2 separate regions of the Mus musculus genome follow, and region 1 is linked to region 2. A link is a contact called in public Hi-C data. All regions are on one chromosome and are shown on one strand. Each heading gives the region's core, a stretch centred on a gene start, on an enhancer-like site or on the middle of the called end of the contact. The rest is flanking DNA. Distances are from core to core; before and after follow the strand shown.

The links. Hi-C and Micro-C count contacts between places; a contact is called where the count stands out from the background.
Region 1: a contact with region 2 is called in a Hi-C map of Th1 cells, with 7 times the contacts expected there. The contact joins the enhancer-like site here to the promoter of Prpf4b in region 2. A contact is called at or near these places in 1 of 39 promoter capture datasets (pre-B cells), 4 of 484 Hi-C or Micro-C datasets (CD4 T cells, CD8 T cells, Th1 cells and 1 more) and 1 of 115 datasets of contacts at active chromatin or transcription factors (memory CD8 T cells).

Annotation. Positions count from the first base shown.
Region 1 is chr13:35,130,307-35,133,006 of GRCm38.p6, reverse strand. No RefSeq gene overlaps it. Among named protein-coding and RNA genes, the nearest start is that of 4930529N20Rik, 36 kb to the left of the region's middle. Within about 2 kb of position 1,381, at least 86 of the 459 cell types and tissues checked have an H3K27ac peak or open chromatin away from gene starts, as enhancers often do. A contact at or near this core is called in CD8 T cells, Th1 cells and memory CD8 T cells, where this site is marked.
Region 2 is chr13:34,874,221-34,876,920 of GRCm38.p6, reverse strand. It overlaps Prpf4b (pre-mRNA processing factor 4B), which reads right to left and starts at 1,392. Exons shown (of 15, transcript NM_013830.3): 1 at 1,227-1,392. The coding sequence starts at 1,267. Gm36839 (a long non-coding RNA gene) reads left to right here and starts at 1,681. Exons shown (of 2, transcript XR_382181.1): 1 at 1,681-1,752; 2 at 2,353-2,700.

The DNA of each region.
Region 1 (2,700 bases), core at 132-2,631, 260 kb before region 2:
TAGCTGCATATGTATCAAAAGATGGCCTAGTCGGCCATCACTGGAAAGAGAGGCCCATTGGACTTGCAAACTGTATATGCCCCAGTACAGGGGAACGCCAGGGCCAAAAAAAATGGGAATGAGTGGGTAGGGAAGTGGGGGGGGAGGTTATGGGGGACTTTTGGTATAGCATTGGAAATGTAATTGAGGAAAATATGTAATAAAAAATAAATAGATTTTAAAAAATTGGAAAAAAAAAGAATTGAGATGTTATTTCTCTCTGTTAGGAGTTCAGGCCTACCATAGTTCTTTGCAAGTAGAATGCTATCAACAGTAATAGTCACTACCCAAAGTAGACCCATAAGAAAATAGAGTAATAACAAGCTATGAAACAATCACCTCCAAAGCTCCAACCAGTTTAGGATGTGAAGGGACGTTAATAGTACTTTGTGTCAAGTATATTAGTTATTCTAGATAGCCTTAGGAAAAAAGGAAGAAAATACAATAGGATTATTGATTACTATTGAGGTTCTAGAAAATAGAGGAAGGGAGCATATATGGCAGGGGGACTTTTGGGGAAAAAAGTGTCTGGTGAGGGAATTTCAATGAAAGGTAGAAGGAAGAAAGAGATGGTAAAGACATGCTGCAGATAGCTTAGACCATGCTCAGCTCTCTGGAGGCCAAATCTCAGGGACTTTGCAAACCAGGCCAGACTTTGTTCTTTGGGAAATGAGAACATGAAAGAGTAAGGGCACAGAGAGAAAACTCTATGTAGGGCAAGAACACCGAGGAGCTGAAAGGGCGTGGGCTATCAAAGATGGAATAGACGTAGAGGAGGGAGAACTGGTAGGAGGTGAACCATGAAAACTGACTGGCCCAATTGTAGGGCTTCTTCGGGACTCTCCCACATGCCTTTCCTGGCTCCCAAATGCTGTCTGGCCTCTGGGAGTTGCTCAGCCAAAATGTGTTATTTTTACTTCAGGATGCTAAGTGAGCATGGCCCCTGAAGGATGCTGAAGCAGATTGTGAGTGATACCAAAGCCCCTCCCACCCATTTCCTCTAACCAAAAAAAAAAAAAAAAAGCTCCAGGCTCTTGCTCACGAGGTAAAATTACATTCACCCCTTCTCTGAAGCCTTTCCACGCTCTCCCAGTGTGACTCACGCGCTTCCTGCATCAACGCCACTCATGTGTGTCATTATGTGCTACATTACTGCCTCTCAGAATGATTTGAGGGAGTCATTCTGATGTGTGTTTGTGTGTGGTGGTGGTGGTGGTGGTGGTGGGTGGGTGGGTGGGTAGGTGGTGTTGTTCTCCAGACCTGACTCACAGCGCCCTTCCTCTGCTTCTTTATTCTGGCATCTAGAATCATCAAGCATGTATCTGGGAACAGGCTGCAGCTGCTGATGCAGTGAAATCGAAAGGGGAACTGAGAAATCTTGGCAGGCTCCTGATCTGCCACTTCTGCACAGAACACACCTTACCAGCCACCTGCCTGACCCACTTCCACAATCTGACTAGTCATTTCTGAGTCTACCTTCAGCCCCAGAGGCTGTATGTACATCCAAGGCTCACCAGTTGTGGAATGAAGGAGGGAAGGGGAGCTTGCCACATTGAAGGAGGTGCTGAGAGGGAACAGCACAGCCAGAATGCATGCCAGCCCTGGGCTGCTATCACAACCAGTCAGAAGCCAGGAGCACAAGTGGCACCCACATGACAGAGAACCAGAAGTGCCAGGGATCCATTTGGCATCCTAAACCCAAGTGACTCTGTGGAGGACTCTCCATGGAAAAGACCTTGCCTGGGTGGATGATACAAGCTTCAGTTTTGGGCAGAAGCCAATATGGATGACTGTACCCCAAAATCTTGACCTTGTGGGCAGGGGAGAGGAGACAATTACACCCCTATCCCCATGTCCGGGTGCTATGTCCATAACAAGGCTAAATCCACAAACCAAGAGAGGGCTTGTCCTCTGCACTGTACAGTCAGGTGAACAGAGGGGACAGGAATTCAAATTACAAGCTCCCCCTGTGTCTACATGGCAAAGAGAGCTGTATAATCAGGAAGAAAGGGTGGCTGTGGTCTTCTGTGGATCACAAACAGGCCCAAGTTGCATTGGGCTAGAAAATAAATGTACCTTTCAGTAGAAAGGGAACCTGTCACCTTTGATGCTTTACAATAGGGAAGTGTCGTTTTTGTGTGTGCCAAGAACTTTTATTTACATCATCCCCACCCATCTCACACATCTCACATCATCTTGTAGTAGTTCTCTCTCTCTCTCTCTCTCTCTCTCTCTCTCTCTCTCTCTCTCTCTCTCTCTCTCTCTCTCCTTTCTTCTCTCTCTCTTCTCTCTTCTCTTTCTCTTCTTTCATCCCCTTCTCTCTTCCTGCCCTTCCCTCTCCCCATTTTCTTTCTTCCTTTCTTCCATCCTCTCTCTTCCCTTCTTTCTTTCCACTTCTCCTCCTCCTCTCCCTTCTTCATTTTTGGTTTTTTGAGACAGAGTTTCTCTGCATAGCCCTAGCTGTTCGTGAACTTGTTCTGTAGTCCAGACTCACCTTGAATTTAAAGATCCCTGCCTCTGCTTCCTGAATTATGAGATTCAAGTTTTGTGCCACCATGCACTGCTCAAGTGATGCCATTTTCAATTGTCACAGAATATCCTTGCTTCCAGGGCAAGTGCCTACCAATGATGGTGAGATGCCTTTCACCCTATAGCTAGTCA
Region 2 (2,700 bases), core at 143-2,642:
GCCGAAGACACCCATCAAGCTAAACTAACATCCTGTAACTGCCACACCATGAACTTGGACAATAAGCTATCTTAAAATCCTATCTGTTCTCTGCTAAGCCCAATTGTCACAACCACAATGCAACTTTCAAGCATACTTAATAAAAACAAATTCTCTGTCAAGCTGAGTAAAGTAAATGACAGGGGAACCCCAAACTAGATTCTCAGCAAAGAAACCAAGCTATCTGTCACAAGTTGCTGGAAACGGTATCAAACACTTTCCTAAACAGGCTGAAAACATAGATAATGCAGATGTAACTGGGGGGTGGGGGGTGGGGGGGGTTGCTGTTGCCACCCAGTCTTCAGTGGTATTCTCTTTAAAGTTAAGCTTTCCTCGCATAAACGTGGGAAACAAAACACTGCTCTTCTTTAAGCAACAGCTAGTCCTTTTGCTTATTCAAGGATGTGTTCTCTTGGCTTCAAATACTTCTATAGTCGCTTAATTAAAAACACAGATTAGAATGATTTAGAAGTAGCAACGATTCCTAATACTTCTCCCATGTCCCTTCCTAAAGGCAAAAACAAACTAGGGCAAAAAACTGCCAGGCCTCAAAACCCAGGTAGTCTACCTTACTTTGCCTCAAGTTTGAAAGTTAGAAATAAGCTACCAATGGACAGAGAAATACCGGGTTGTGGTTGGAAGGAAGAGTAAAGGGCAAAGGACTTCGCTAGCACAATTTCCGGGACAGTCAAAAGTGTGACCCTAGCACCCCCGTCTCTGCTTTTACCATCAGCAGGATCGCAAGGATAGCATATGCGTTAGGAAAGCGGGGCTTAGCCTGCCGGCCGCCACTATTCCTCGGGTCTCTTTAGGGAAGGAGATCACCGAGGGTTGAGATCGGAGAGCTCCACGGTCCCCCAGGGAGGTGCAGGAAGGCGCGACCTCAGGGCAGCAGCAGCCACCACGCTAACTGGACCTGTAGAGGCCGCTCGTGCCGCCGCCTCCCGGGGCAACGACGGACAGCAGGCCGCGCTGCCGGCACCTCAACAGCCGCGGCCCCACCGGCAGCAAAGCCCAGGCCGCTCCCACGCCTCCCGCCGCACCACCCACGGCGCGCGGCAAGGCAAAGTTTGGCTGTCGCCGTTAGGCCTGAACTTTCCCGCCCGTCGCGCAGGTCGCCGCCGCCGCCGTCCCCCGCATTGCCGGCCTGGAGGCCCAGCTCCGACACACCCGCGCGGTGCACTTACTCAGCTTGCTCCCGCAGGGACGGGGGCTCCGTGGCGGCCATCTTGAACTTCCCGACTCCTCCGCGATGCTGGCGGCGGCTCGGCGAACCGTGGACGCCAGTGGAAGCGGAGGAAGAAGGGACAGGCAGCCGCGCATGTGCGGAGCACGTAGAGAAAAGCGGCACTCGGGAGTCCGCGCTAAGAATCCGGATAGAAAAACTCGGCGTCCGGGGGCGGGGCGCGGAACGTAACTTCCGGGGCTAGGGGGCGGGCCGTGGGGAGAAGAAGGCCTGATTCACTTAGAGCGCTGGTTATGTGTGTAAGTGTGAGTGTGTAAGTGTGTAAGTGTAGGGACCTGCTGGAGACAGCAGCAAAGAAAGGGGTCGGGTGCATTGCTGAGAGCTGATTCTCCATGTGATCCAGTAGTGGGTGAAACCTGCTGTGTCTCTCCTTGTTGCTGATTGGCTAGCGGAGAGCTCGTAGACCTGGCCTAATTTAAACAGCCAGAATATCTGCCAGGTCCCCTTTTGACCTTCTGTTCTTTATGGTATGCTTTATATGGGAATTAAGTTTTCTGTTTCTGGGAGGAATACGTTGGAGATAATGGTGATACTGAAATAAGACCGATTTCCGATTTACAGACACCATTCTTCACAGAGTAAAATAAAGCACTTCTAAGCCCGGACACACAAAATAAATGTAATAAAAATGCTCTTGTCGGGCAGTGGTGGCGCACGCCTTTAATCCCAGCACTCGGGAGGTAGAGGCAGGCGGATCTGAGTTCGAGGCCAGCCTGGTCTACAGAGTGAGTTCCAGGACAGCCAGGGCTACACAGAGAAACCCTGTCTCGAAAAACCAAAAAATAAATAAATAAAAAATAAAATAAATAAAGCACTTCTAAAGGAGCTGGTGCTGGAAAACTTTTCCATGGAAGATTTTCTTTTTCACCCAAGTTCATTTCCACGCTATTACGAATTGGAGAGCGAAATCGATGCCTAAAGGCATCCCAAGCTGTTACTGTTAGCAGATATTGAAACATTAGCTTACTCGTGCAGGAAACGTTTACAAAGTGACAGACCAGACAATTACAATTCCTTGGGTTTTTTTTTTTTTTTTTTTTTTTTTCCTCTTCGGGGCCCTGGTAAAGGAACCGCCCGACCCATAGCCGCAGTTTCCGCGGATCAGGACGGAAGTGAGCTCTGCACAGCGGAACCAGCTTCCCGGAAGTCTTTTGGCCAGCCGGAGAGACGCATGCGTGCTGGTGGCCAGAAGAAAGCGTGGGCGTGTTCAAAGCTGCGGGCGGTGGTTGTGGCGTTAGAACTGCGGCGGGCAGCTATGGGGAGGCCCTCCCAGTTCCCTGCTCCAGCTCAGCTGGTCTCCGCCTCCCGATCTCAGCCCCGACCTCTCCTCTGCGGCAACGTCAGCACAGCGGCTTGCCAAGATTGCGTCTGAGCGTACCCCAAGATCCCTCAAGTAGAGGTCCGCCTTGTTCGGT